Linked DNA regions of Mus musculus: regions 1, 2 and 4 are each linked to region 3. The links are chromatin contacts, called in public HiCAR-type and promoter capture Hi-C maps. All regions are on one chromosome and are shown on one strand. Each heading gives the region's core, a stretch centred on a gene start, on an enhancer-like site or on the middle of the called end of the contact. The rest is flanking DNA. Distances are from core to core; before and after follow the strand shown.

The links. Promoter capture Hi-C pulls out the DNA fragments that hold promoters and counts their contacts. HiCAR-type assays count read pairs that join an accessible place to other places.
Region 1: a contact with region 3 is called in a promoter capture Hi-C map of liver, with 5 times the contacts expected there. The contact joins the promoter of Sec61a1 here to the promoter of C87436 in region 3.
Region 2: a HiCAR-type map of astrocytes shows a contact between it and region 3, with 3 times the contacts expected there. The contact joins the promoter of B230319C09Rik here to the promoter of C87436 in region 3. A contact is called at or near these places in 1 of 39 promoter capture datasets (cranial neural crest), 1 of 115 datasets of contacts at active chromatin or transcription factors (astrocytes) and 1 of 9 other capture datasets (liver).
Region 4: a contact with region 3 is called in a HiCAR-type map of astrocytes, with 3 times the contacts expected there. The contact joins the promoter of Paip2b here to the promoter of C87436 in region 3. A contact is called at or near these places in 1 of 39 promoter capture datasets (liver) and 1 of 115 datasets of contacts at active chromatin or transcription factors (astrocytes).

What each region holds. Positions count from the first base shown.
Region 1 is chr6:88,517,059-88,520,459 of GRCm38.p6, reverse strand. It overlaps Sec61a1 (Sec61 alpha 1 subunit (S. cerevisiae)), which reads left to right and starts at 1,660. Exons shown (of 12, transcript NM_016906.4): 1 at 1,660-1,774; 2 at 2,022-2,089. The coding sequence starts at 1,768.
Region 2 is chr6:83,440,400-83,443,509 of GRCm38.p6, reverse strand. B230319C09Rik (RIKEN cDNA B230319C09 gene) reads right to left here and starts at 1,755. Exons shown (of 3, transcript NR_028382.1): 1 at 1,405-1,755; 2 at 833-923. Tet3 (tet methylcytosine dioxygenase 3) reads left to right here. Exons shown (of 12, transcript NM_001347313.1): 3 at 2,237-2,293.
Region 3 is chr6:86,437,384-86,440,339 of GRCm38.p6, reverse strand. C87436 (expressed sequence C87436) reads right to left here and starts at 1,666. Exons shown (of 10, transcript NM_001364557.1): 1 at 1,493-1,666.
Region 4 is chr6:83,830,187-83,833,191 of GRCm38.p6, reverse strand. It overlaps Paip2b (poly(A) binding protein interacting protein 2B), which reads left to right and starts at 1,451. Exons shown (of 5, transcript NM_146169.2): 1 at 1,451-1,557; 2 at 1,864-1,921. The coding sequence starts at 1,893.

The sequences.
Region 1 (3,401 bases), core at 411-2,910, 2.1 Mb before region 3:
GAGTGTGTGTGCTGGGACTTGAACCTGGGTCGTCCTAACTGCTGAGCCACCTCTCTGGCCACCTACTTTCACTTTTCAACAAAACTTTTGTACTCAACTTTTTATAGCCTATGCCAACATAAGATGCTCCAATTTTTATTCCAGAACTTCGTTTTGTAAAATACAGATTTTGTGAGTATCAAACCAAGTGGAGGTCTGGAATCCATTACTATTTTAACTTCTTCATTGTCCTGAAGACTAAGACAATTCATGTTTATTGCATTTTAAAATACCATTGTCAGGGGTTCAGAGAGATGGCTCAGCGGTTAAGATCGCTTGCTTTTCTTCCAGAGGACCTGAGTTCAGTTCTCAATACCCATGACAGGTGGCTCCCTCTTCTACCTTCAAAGGGCACCTGTTATCATACTTACGTGAGCACAGAAACAATAAAAATAAATCTCAAAGAAATACTTAATCAAAACTTCATTTAGATTTTATTGTCTCTTTAGGCATCTGTCTCTAATATTTAATAATTAAATCTTTAAAATGTGTACATGCAAAAACACTGCACCTCTGTTTCAAAAACCTCACATTGTGGCCTGCTGTGGTGGCACATGCACGGCTAGTCCCAGCACTCAGAGCAGTCAGGTGGGATCTCTGTGAATCTGAAGCCAGCCTAGTCTACATAGTGGTATCGAGGGCTACCTAGAGACCTAGCTTAAAGAATCGAAAACAAAAACCTCACATTGTGCTAAGTATATTGACTTAGTGCTTTCCCCTAAACCCATCTATATTTGTGTACGCACATGCAACTTAATGCCAAATTAAATATAAATGTCCTATCAATGACATGGGGCTGGCTGTCTAGAATGTTTCTAAGGACGTGGCCACAGCAAACCTCTCCGTTGAAGTCAGGACTTGGCTGCATGAAACTCAGCACTCAGGGTGCACAGCAAGAAGTCGATTTCAGACAGCACACAGCACTGAGATCAGAGATCCCACTAAAGAGTAAGTTTCATGTTGCCCCACCTTGCCCAGTCCCCTTCGCACACCCTTTCCTCCAGCCCAGATGTATTCTTTTCCCTGAAGATATGGGGCTGCAAGGCTTGGCTCGGTTTCTTCATCTCTCCTAACTCTCCAGTTCCAAAGGCCTTCTTGGAATGCGCTGCGCCAAAGCCCACCCAGAGCCGCCAGACCCGGCCTTTGCCGAACGTCCTCAAATGCATGAGCTCAGACATCCTTGGAGGCAGCCTACAGCACCCAGGAGGGTATTGTAGGGTAGGGTAAGCCATGCAGGGTAGGATTCAGCACACTGCTGCTCTGTCGTGCGTGACGAGCAGCAGCTGAGGCCTACTGGGTCGCGACATGCTATCACTGGTACTGAGGGCCACCGACACGGAAAGCCGAATCGCCTGCTTCGTAGGGCCAACACCACCACGAAGCGTCCACTAGTAACAAGGGCTGATTTGGCCCTCACTTCCGGGAGAGTCTGCGCAGCTGCACACGCCCAGTTCCGGTGTGGCCCGACAGTCGTCTTCCCGACAGCCTCTCTGCTCCTGCTGCATGCCGGGAGTTGTGGTCTTGGCGCAGGCGGCGCGGCGGGCGCGCGTGGCAGGAAGCGGAAGCGGCCGGTGGCCCATCCCCGGCCCCGCCTCGCCGCGCCGCTCGCCGCCGGGCTATCACTGACGTGTCTCTCGGTCGAGGAAGCGCGCTCCGGAGCTAGCAGCGCCTCCTCACTCGAAGTGGAGCGCAGTCGGGGCCGGGCGTGTAGTCGGATCAGCCGCCGCCATGGCGAGTGAGTTTCCTGGGGGCCACCCCGGCGCAGCCAGGATGCGTCGCCTTTCCCCGTTTGGGCGCTCGCCCGCCGTGCTTCCCGATCCTGGCGGAACGCGGCCTGCCTGGGGGACTCGTTCCCGCGCCCCTAGACCGAGCCTTCTGGGTCCCCGCACGCCCACGCCCGGCTCTCATCGTGCCGGGCTCCCTCAGGTGCCCTCAAGTTACTCCGTACCTAACTCCTTCTCTTTCTGTTTCTTCCATCAAAGTCAAATTTCTGGAAGTCATCAAGCCATTCTGTGTCATCTTGCCGGAAATTCAGAAGCCAGAGAGAAAGGTAAGTCCCCAGATGGTGGTCAAAGAAGACTTGCAAAATTGGGCGCTGGGAGTTTACAGTACAATTAAAAATGGCCTCAGCACACCGAGTGAAAACTGCCCCTCTGGAGTGTAGCTGTGTGTGCTGGGATACTCACGGGAGCCGTTGAAAGGTGACCCGGTTGTGTGGGAATTCTCCCAACACCTTGTCTCGTTAGGAGCATCTTTAGTGGATAGTGGTTAACAAAGCCTCAGGTTTGCCTAGTCCGAAAGTGGGTCTGAGCAGTGATTGATTAAGACCTCAGTTAGGATCCCAGATTGAGTTACCCTCCGTTCTTCACCTCCAGCAGGAGCAGATGATGGGGTGTTTGTTTCGTGTGGGAGGTGACTTCGGTATCTGGTTTCCAAAGGAAAAATCGAGTCGTGTAATCGATATGAACGTGTTTGTGGTTTTTATTTGAATGTATGCTGCCCCAGCATCGAGTTTACATGCACTAGTGAAGTCTGCTGCCATTGACAGCAGGTGCTCTAAAACAAGGAAGGAGAGAACTGTAGCACCTTAATGCTTAATGTGAATCTTAATCAGAATTTCTGTGGCAGGCAGCTTCGGCCCAAGAATAAATGTTCCTAGTGTGAGAGTGCCCGGTGAAGGAAAGTCCAGGCCCATGGGCTCAGAAAACAGTAAATCTACTTTGTGTTCCTGGTTTGGTTTTTGGTGTTTTTTTTGGTTTTGGTTTTGGGGTTTTTTTTGTTTTGTTTTGTTTTTTTTGGTATTTTGGGTTTTTTTTTTTTTTTCAGACTGTCATATATTCACATCTGGCATTTGTAGTTGGCATTCACATGGATACTTTGTGCTTCTAATTTAGTTTTTACTTTCCATAGTTCTATGCAAATGCCTTGCAGTACCCTTGCTGCCTTTGCCAGGATGATGTTCAGAACTTTATCTGTTCCACCTCAGTGCAGAGATTCTGGCTCGAGGGCCAAGAAACCCAAGTCCCACGCTTTACATTCTTTCTTCATAGACCTGTGACCTTGGCCTGGCAGAACAAGGGAGATGGGAAATATATAATATAGTGCCTGTGGATGGTAGGTAGGTTGTAAATGTAAAGGTTCCGGTGAGTCAGGTGGGCAGATAAGTGGCCTTGGCAGTAGGGGAGGGGCCTGGAGTGTGACTTGGGAGCCGTGCAGGAAAGGGGGCAAATCATGGTACTGAATGAGTGTGAGTTTGCAGCTGCTTCAGAGGCAGATGATTTAGGACTTAGATGAAAAGCTTTGGATGTTTTGCTTTTAAATTGACCAGGAGACGAGGCTTGCTCATTTAAAGTAGTCTTGAA
Region 2 (3,110 bases), core at 506-3,005, 3.0 Mb after region 3:
GGAAGCGGCATTGGGAAGGGTGAAGATATTAGTATTCTCAGATCCGTTTGTCAGGAAGTGGTCACTTGAAGTGACCCAGTTGTCTTTATATCTTCCTGGGCTTAGAGAGAAAAAGGGGTTTCAGAGGATGAGAAGGGTTCAGGTTTGAATTCCTGCCCACTAATTTTCTAGGGCAAATTGTTCATTATCCTCCAATACTCTCCATATCCCTCTCCTGAAAACAAGCTGTGTGTAGAGAAAAATGAGATGAACCTACAGCATGGTTGGCACAGGGCTTGGTATGTAGCGGGGGGGGGGGGGCCTGAAGCACTGTGACTGCCATAGAAGAGGCAGTATTGATATTGTCCACACTGTCTCTCTGTGTGGGGTGCATATGCACAGGGCTTAATAGCACAGGGCTTTAGGGAACCAGGAGAAGGAAGGGGATTCATGTAGGCTGGTCAGGAGTGAGTTAAAAGACAAACATGCAGTTTGTCACATCAAGTCATGATTTAGGACATTGTCCCTTTATCTTGTCTGCTCTGGGAGGGACCCAGTAGGACTGCCTCTTGTGCCAAAGGGGAGACAGGTGTGGGCCCTGAAGCCTCCATATACCAGAAGCAGGCTTGGCCCGCTCCTAAAGAACTTATCTGATTCTGAACACCCCCTGGGGGCCCTGGGGTGGGGCACAATTCTGCATTTGGGGTGGAATGGGTAATAGAACGAGTCACTGGAGCAGGGGTGCTCATCTGTGAGTCACTTCTCTCAGGCCTCAGCTTACTCATCCGTGAGAATGAGAAGGCACCCTGAGCTCTGGCAGAGATGTAGAGTGCTGGAAGCCAGCAGCACCTACCTTGTGTCAGGCAGTGGCTCTGTGCCTTCTCAGGCCCTCACAGCTGCATGAAATGGCTGCTGGTTCCATTCTTCAGTTGAGCAGAGAGAGGCTAAGAGAGGTAAGTTACCACAGGCTAGGAATGGGATATGTGGGTACCAAAGTGAGGTAGAAGCCTGGATGTTCCCCTTCCGAGAGGGGGATGGGACAAAAGAGGATGCCTGGGTATTGAATCCCAGAAGGTGAATTGCTAGGACCTTGCTATCCCCCCCCCCCGCCCCCCACCATGGTCTCCTGGTCACCGAACCCTTGGTATGCCTATAGTTAGAGAACTAGAAGGAAACTCTTAAGGGCGGGGAGCCCAGGGCGTTTTTTTGGACGGGTCATCTGGTGGATCTTCTCCAGAAGAGAAACTTGTTTAAGAAAATTGCATTTCAGTACTGTTCGGTTGTAAGGCTATGCCGGAGAGGGCATAGCGGACTTGGGGAAGCACAGGTTATATGGGCTATAGCCAGTTTTCCGAGTGGGGTGTAAGAGGGCAGGGGAGTAGAACTATAGAATGGCGAAGGATATGGTCTTCAGGGAGGACTGACCTGGCTTGGAGTTTGAGCTATGCTGTGTTCTAGCGGTGTCACCTTCGGTAAGTTACTCCACTCATCTGCAGTCTGCAAAGCGGGGGGCGGGGTTGGGGGATGGATGTGAGGCTTCTGCTGCCCTGGATTCTCCTTGGAGAACCAGAGCTCCAGCTCTGCTCTGGCTGAGAGTGGCCGGTATGGGATACCCACATACTGCCGCTCCCCACCCCTTCGCCGTACTCCAGTTGCACCCGCTAGAACTGCAGGGGACGTCTTGTGTATGTTGCCAGGGGTAGGAGGGTGCCCCGGGATCCCCGGCCTGCCTGGGAAGCAGCCCTTGTGGCGATGGCTCCCTCCACCAAGGCCCCTGCCTGGCTGCTGGGCAGGTCCTTGGCGGGGAGGGCCGGGCGCGGGATTGGCTGGCGCGCGCGCCGCCCCCTTGCACACCAGCCTGGCGGGGCGGGAGCAGCCGGCAGCTGGCCGCCGCCTCTGCAGTGCCTCCCTCGGTGCGCTCCCTCGGCGGGGATAATGGGAGGCCCGGCGGCGGCCGATGCAGTAGTGGAGGCCGGCCGAGGTAGAGCGCTGGGCCTGGAAGGGAGGGGAGGCCGTGTGCAGGCCGCGAGCGGGTCCCGGGGATCTCCAGAGGCCGGAGAACCGAAGCAGGAAAACAAAACACTGGAAGGCGCAGGGGCCCAACAGTGCTGGGGAGGCAGCTGGAGCAGGAAGATGGTCCCGTCCAGCCTTTCTTCTCCGGGCCCTTCCCCTCCAGTGTGCTGGGGCCTGTGCTGGACTGCTCTGCTCCTTGCCTGCTACCGGCCTGCCTCACCAGTGTCTTTGGCTTCTTTTGCAGGTGGAAATAAATGCTCGTGAAGGAACGGGGCCCTGGGCACAAGGGGCGACTGTCAAGGTACCCTGCGTGTTTGTGTGTGTGTGTGTGTGTGTACGTGAGTGCGTGCGCGCTTGCCCTTGTGTATGTGTGCGTGTGTGTATGTGTGCGTGTGTGTATACGTGGGCTTGCACGGTGGGGGTGAAGTGTTTGACTGGATTGGATAAAAATAAAGGGTCTCCTCTGGTGATCCCTTAATCTCCCACTGTGTGTGTAGCAGCAGCTGAGGGGGAGGGGCGGCGCGAGTGTGGGCGGCCAATGAATTCTCAGGCCTGTGTGGGTTTTGTTTGGATTCGTTTTGCTTTCTCAGCTGGATGGTTTGGGTGCAGTTGGGGTTTGGCGTTTGGTTTGTTGAACTGTATGTATATGTGTGCGCTGTGCGTGTGTGCGCATGTGCGTGTGTGTGTGTGTGTGTGTGTGTGTGTGTGTGTGTGTGTGTGTTTTAAAGACGTACAACCCACTTCCCACCCCTGCCTCTGGAAATCTCTGGAGAATGGCCCTGGCACTGTTGGTTTGCTTCCAATCTGCAGAAATCCCCGGGGTGCGTTGTCTCGGGGAAGTGGGGGTGAAAGACAGTAAGGGGGAGGGAGAATTGCACTCCTGAGTCTGAAGCTGATAGGGTGTCATTAGTCATGCTGCTGTCACCATGGAGATGGCTGAAGAGAGGAGAGGAGGTGGTGGGGGTGAGGATATTTTGGGTAGGGTGGGGGCTGATGCAACATCATGGCTGGGAAGCCAGCGGGTGTCTGCTGTTATTCTGTGCCACTTGGTGTCTGGGAGACTGGGAAGGCAGTGTTCCCTGGTGTGAGGGAAGCAGAGAAAGGGGCTTTGAGCCATT
Region 3 (2,956 bases), core at 417-2,916:
TCTCAGCCTCCTAAGTGATAGGGCTACATGTATGGACCACAGTGTTGAGCCATATATTTCAATAAATGTAAATATCATAGTAAACATAGCTATTTCCTTTGTACACTTAACATTTTCGGAACCTGAAAAACTGTTTCCAAAGGGGCTGAAACCTATTTCCTGTGTCAGGCTATGTGCATATGAGTACAGGCAGCCATAGCCAACAGGCTGCACTGCATATGTCTGGAACTGTAGTTACAGGTGCTTGTGAGCTACTAGACATGGGTGCCGGGGACTCAACTCAGATCCTCTGCAAGAGCAGTATGTATTCTTAACTACTGGGTGGTCTTTCCAGCTCCCACCTCTTTTTTGAAGATAGGGTCTTACTATGTACACCTGGCTGTACTCAATATGTGGACCAGGCTGGCATCCAAATCACAGATATCCCTCTATGAGATTTTGTACCTGCAGAATAGGAAAAGGACTTCCATTAAAGAACTAAGTACAGTGTGCTGAGTAAGATGCGACTGTAAAGCCATTAAAAACAGTTGAGATCTGTATACCAGTAACAAAGCTTAGTGCTTTGTGTATGCTATGCTTGGTTTTGAAAGGAAAGGAAAGGGGAAAATGGGGCTGCAGAGATGGCTAGTGGTTAAAAGTGTGTATTGCTCTTTTAGAGGGCCCAAGTTTGGTTCCAAGCAGTAACATCAGGGCTCATCTGCCTAAAACTCTTAATTCTGGGAAGTCCAACTCCTTTGACACACTGGATATACACACATGCATACACAAAAATCTTTTTTTAGAAAAGACTTTAAGGACACAGCATAGTTGTCTATTTCCTCAGCAGTAATTTGAGACCCGAGAAATGGAGGTTTAATCTCATTTTTTTTACTATTCGAATTTGAAAACATGTATCACTACGAATTATTACAGAGTTTTTTTCTTATTTTCCTTTTTTGGGGTGTGGTGGGGCGGGAGGTAGGGGGCAGGATTTCTTTGTATCGCTCTGGCTGTCCTGGGATGGACCGGGGAAGCCTCGAACTCAGAGACTCGCCAGTCTCTGCCTGTAGAGTTCTGGTATTAAAGGAGCTCGTCACCATACCCAGTTTGTTCTTTTCTTTTTGAGACAAGGTCTGTTATGTAGCCTAGCTGTCCTGGAATTTGAGATCTTCTTGCCTTCGCCTCCCGAGTGCTGGGATGACAGGCTGCGCCACCACGCCCGGCTTGCAGACTCTGTCTTAAAAAAGGATACACAAGGAACGCGACTTGTGAAGGAGCTCCGCTGGAAACCTGAAGGGTCTCCCGATGATTGTCTCTTCTCAGCAAGAGGGTGAGCAGCGCCTGGCGCTGGCTGAGGGAACCCGAGGCGCGGTAGGCTGCCCCCTGTCCCATGCGGCCGCTGAGCTGGTCGGTGTGGGGACGCTGTTTTGGGCACGTGAACACCGCCCCAAGTAAGAAAGAAGTATTCGAGTGCATGCATTCACACAAGGGATCCTGTGGAGGCGCTATTTACCCATTTTAGGAATAAAACTGTCTGGTTGGATCGAGACGTCACAGCTCGCAGACCTTTACTGATTGTAGAATCAGCCCGGTCACTGTCAAATAACAGAGTCCGGGCCACAATTCCTCGGTGTTGTTTAGGGGAGCGCGCCTAAGCTCAGCTTCCGGGAACGGCCGGCTGGAAAACGCACTTCCCATGCGACCCGCTTCCCGGCATCCTGCGCAAAACGCCCACTTCCGGCGGCGTCAAACTGAGGGCCCAGCAAAAATGTCAGCAGTCCGACACGCAGTTCCCCGAACACTTTTTCCGCCTCTGTTCCCACCCTAAGCCGTGCTCCGCCGGTGCTTGGCCTCTCCCACTTTGCCCCCTTACCTGCCTCGCAACTCTAGGAATCTCGTTGGTGACGACCCTCGCCGCGTCTCTTCTCCTTTTACAAACGGACTTTTACAAACACGTCCAAACTGTTTGCTTGTAACGACGGTCGTTATTGGTCAGATCAGCCCACGTGCGCCAAGGGCCCGCTCACCTCCGCTGAAGTGGCACCATGGGATTTGTAGTATTTCAGGGGAGTGCTCTCTTTTGGAAAACTACAGAGAAGGCTCAGGGTGCTGACACTTTGTGGCTTTACCTAAACGTACAGAACACACCAGCAAGGGCTTCCCGGTGGTCCCTAGTACATCGAACCTGAACAATTCTGTGCTGAAAACAGTTTTACTGGAATCGGAAGCAGAGCTCGCCTGAGCTTGTATGGTTTTCTCTCGCTTCGCTCTTACACATTATTGAACGACTCCCCCCTTGGAAAGAGCCGAAATAGACTTTATGTATATTTGTTCTTCAGAATCGTAAATCCCCGGCACCAATATTGTGTTTCCTGGAACTCTTTCTGTAGATCAGGCTGGTCTCGAACATAGATCCGCGGGCCTCTTCCCTCCAATGTGTTGGGATTAAAGACATGTGCCACCACCGCACTTCAGAAACACTCGGAAAGCTATGGTGCCTTAGGTGAGGCCGGTGTGTTCCCATAGCTTGGACACCTACTGGTGGTGCGCTGTAGGCACAATTGCTTTGCTCTAGCCAAATTTTACTTTTCTCCGTTACAGTGGCCCTTTTCTGGGATCAGATTTTTCTAATATTGTTTCAGAAACTGAAGGAACTAAAAAAAGAGATGTTTCCTCTCGCCACAATTTTTATTTGCTGTTAAGTTCAAAAGCATTCATATTTATACCTGGATCACATGGCTAGTTAGTTCCTAGCAACTGCCTCAAGTGGTGACCAGAGAGCATCAACCCTCATTTCTTTGCCTGGCATTGGGAAGTGTTTCTCCTTTGTTCTATAGTTCAATGTCAAGCCCTCCAATAGAGAGACATGCAGACAACATCTTTCTGGATGCTGTTTCTCTCCTTTCTCATTAAGTGTGCAGTGGTTCATGAAAGACCTTGTGATCCTCACCTCCCTGTCTTCAGAACCAGCCAACTT
Region 4 (3,005 bases), core at 202-2,701, 2.6 Mb after region 3:
CTATATTTTGTGTTGTGATTGTAATTAGCACAGTGGGTAGGAGAAGACAGATGTATGAGAAGTTTTTTTATTTTTAATTCCACTTTAATAAAAAGATTTATGTGCACGAGTGTTTTAACTTCAAGTATGTATATGGATTCAGTACTCTGGAGGCCAGAAGAGGGCATCTAATTCCCTGGAGCTAGAGTTACTGGTGGTTGTAAGCCACCATGAGGTGCTGAAAACTGAACCTGTCTTCTGCAATAGCAGCAAATGCTCTTAACTGTTGATCCACCACTCCAGCCATCAATATCCTATCTTCTTTTTATGGACATAACTTAAAATTTGGATATTGTTTTAGTTAGGGTTTGTATTCCTGCACAAACATCATGGCCAAGAAGCAAATTGGGGAGGAAAGGGTTTATTCAGCTTACACTTCCACATTGCTGTTCATCACCAAAGGAAATCAGGACTGGAACTCAAGCAGGTCAGCAAGCAGGAGCTGGTGCAGAGGTCATGGAGGGATGTTACTTACTGGATTGCTTTCCCTGGCTTGCTCAGCTTGCTTTCTTACAGAACCCAGGACTACTAGCCTAGGTATGGCAGCACCCACAACAGGTCCTCCCACCCTGATCACTAATTGACAAAATGACTTACAGCCGGATCTCATGGAGGCATTTCCTCAAGTGAAGCTCCTTTCTCTGTGATAACTCCAGCTTGTGTCAAGTTGACACATAAAACTAACTAATACAAGGTATCTTAAACCCAAAGGACAGAACAAGTGTGTGTGTGTGTGTGTGTGTGTGTGAATGTGAGTGTGTGTCTTGTTTTTCTGAGACTTGGTCGCAATATGAGCTCAAGCTGGCCCTGAGGAATTTGTGATTTTCCTGCCTCAATCTTGAGCCTGCTGGGACTGAAAATGTCAAATTTGTTTCTAAAAACGTGGAAGCAACCCTTTCTGTTCTTCCAATCTCCCAAATAGTCCTAATTTTTAACCTCACGACTTAACACAGAAGCAAATTCCCGCTCTCAAAACTCATCTCTAACTAATGGACAGATGAGGAAATCCCTGAATCCTACTCCCTTTTCTAAAGTGATCTAGACAAGTGACACAGGCTTCCAGCTTAGCCAATGGATGAAGCGGGAGCAGAAGCCTTTGTAAACAAACCCGGAGTCCTTGCACTCTGGCTCCTCCCCAACATGGAGGTGATTCATCCTTGGCCTGGAAATCTAGGCGTGACCAATGCTTCTTCAGCCAATCAGAGCTGGGAGTCTCCATCGAGGGCGGAGCGAATGGACAGACGCTAAGACCAATCAAAAACTGGAACTTCTGAAAGAGCTGGGCGGGCATTGTTTCACATTTAGACCAATCAAAACCAGGTAAGTGAGCGGCATTCTCTGCTGTCCAATAGATGGACGGGGCGTTGTCCGGCAGCCAATGAATGGCGCTGGGGGGCGGGGCGAGACGCGCGTGTGAGGCCGAGGTACCTCGAGCGTTTGTGCGCCGAGGCTCGCGCTCTTAGGAGGCGGCGCTGTGCTGTGGTGCGGACCTCGGGGCGGCGTTGTCCGCGCGGCCAGGTGGGTTGAGGCGTCGGGGCTGGGATCGTCTGGCCACCCGGGACTGCGCACAGCCCCTCTACCCGCGGGCTGCCCGGGAGCGCGCACAGCCCCTTCCCAGCGCGGCCCGGGCCCAGGCCGTCCGACGCTCTGGCGCTCGCGGGCCAGCTCCTCTCACCTCATCCCTTTTCACCATCCTTGCTACGTATGACCTGCCGCCTCCTGGCGCCCCTCCTCTCTCTCGCCTTCTGAGACGTTCACTCTCAACCTCAGGATTTCAGCCTCATTTCCCCCGGAAACTAACACCTCTCACTTTGCTTTTTGTAGGCACCTGGAAGGGTGAAGGCGAGAGGCAGATGACGACGCTGAACACAGGCTCCGCAAGGTTCGGAACTGCAATGGGCTTGCTTAAACTCTCTCTGCCTCCCCTTCAATGCCATCTAATCCCACTCTTCTTCTAGAATCATTGTCCTCATAAAGTGCTTTTGCTCAAAACTGCTGAAAATGCAGGTGGAAAGGCTTGCCAGCAGCAACCAATTTGAAATCTGTTACGTGGAACGGGATGGAACGGGATTCTGACCCAGCTTAGAGCACTAATTTACACTATGAGGAAGGGCCTGGTCATCCCGGACGTCCGTAAGATACGGGATATATGTGATTATCACACACAGCCTCTGAGAGAATTACAACAGCCCAGAGGCGACCTTCAGCATTATCTTTACAGAGAATTTATTTGTTTATACCTCATAGTATGGCAGTGTTTGGCTTCCTGTGGTGGTTCTAACCATATGTTTCTAGATGGCCTTCCACACTGTCTCAAACCCAAATAAAAATATGCCAGACGTTTACTGCGAATAAATTAGCTTATCACTCATAGTTTTAACTGAGATTTTAGAAGTTGAGGAGTATTAGACAATAGGGGTTTTATTTTGGAAGCCAGAGGACATTGAGTATTGGAATACGTCTAGTACTTTAGGCAGAAAGGGAGAAAGAATAAGATATCTATCCATATCCAAAATTGCATTGTTCTCATGTTGTCATTTTCTTGGCTTTATATCTGGAATTGTTTTTCTTGGTTTTCAAAAAGGAAAATTAAGTCGTAGTTTAGCATCAGATTCACTGTTGTGGAGTTTGTAAGCTTTACTTTACTATTTTTCTTATCCAATTTGTAGCACATAACAGTATATAGTTCCTTGTGTTTTGCTGTGGTAAGATTTTTGTCGTAGTAGAGAAAGAAGTCTGTTAGAGGAAATTAAAATCAGTCTTTCCTCATAGGTGACAGCATTGCCTCGCAGGCCTTATGTTTGTGCCATATTTTTCACACTGGAAAGAGCGGAATCTTAAAACTGTTGTGATTTTTGTCAATTATAGCAGTTGTCTAAGTCATGGGTAAAATACGATCTCTGAGTTGGTCACTATAGTACGATCTCTGAGTTGGTCACTATAGTAAACTGTTGTAAGTCTGCATT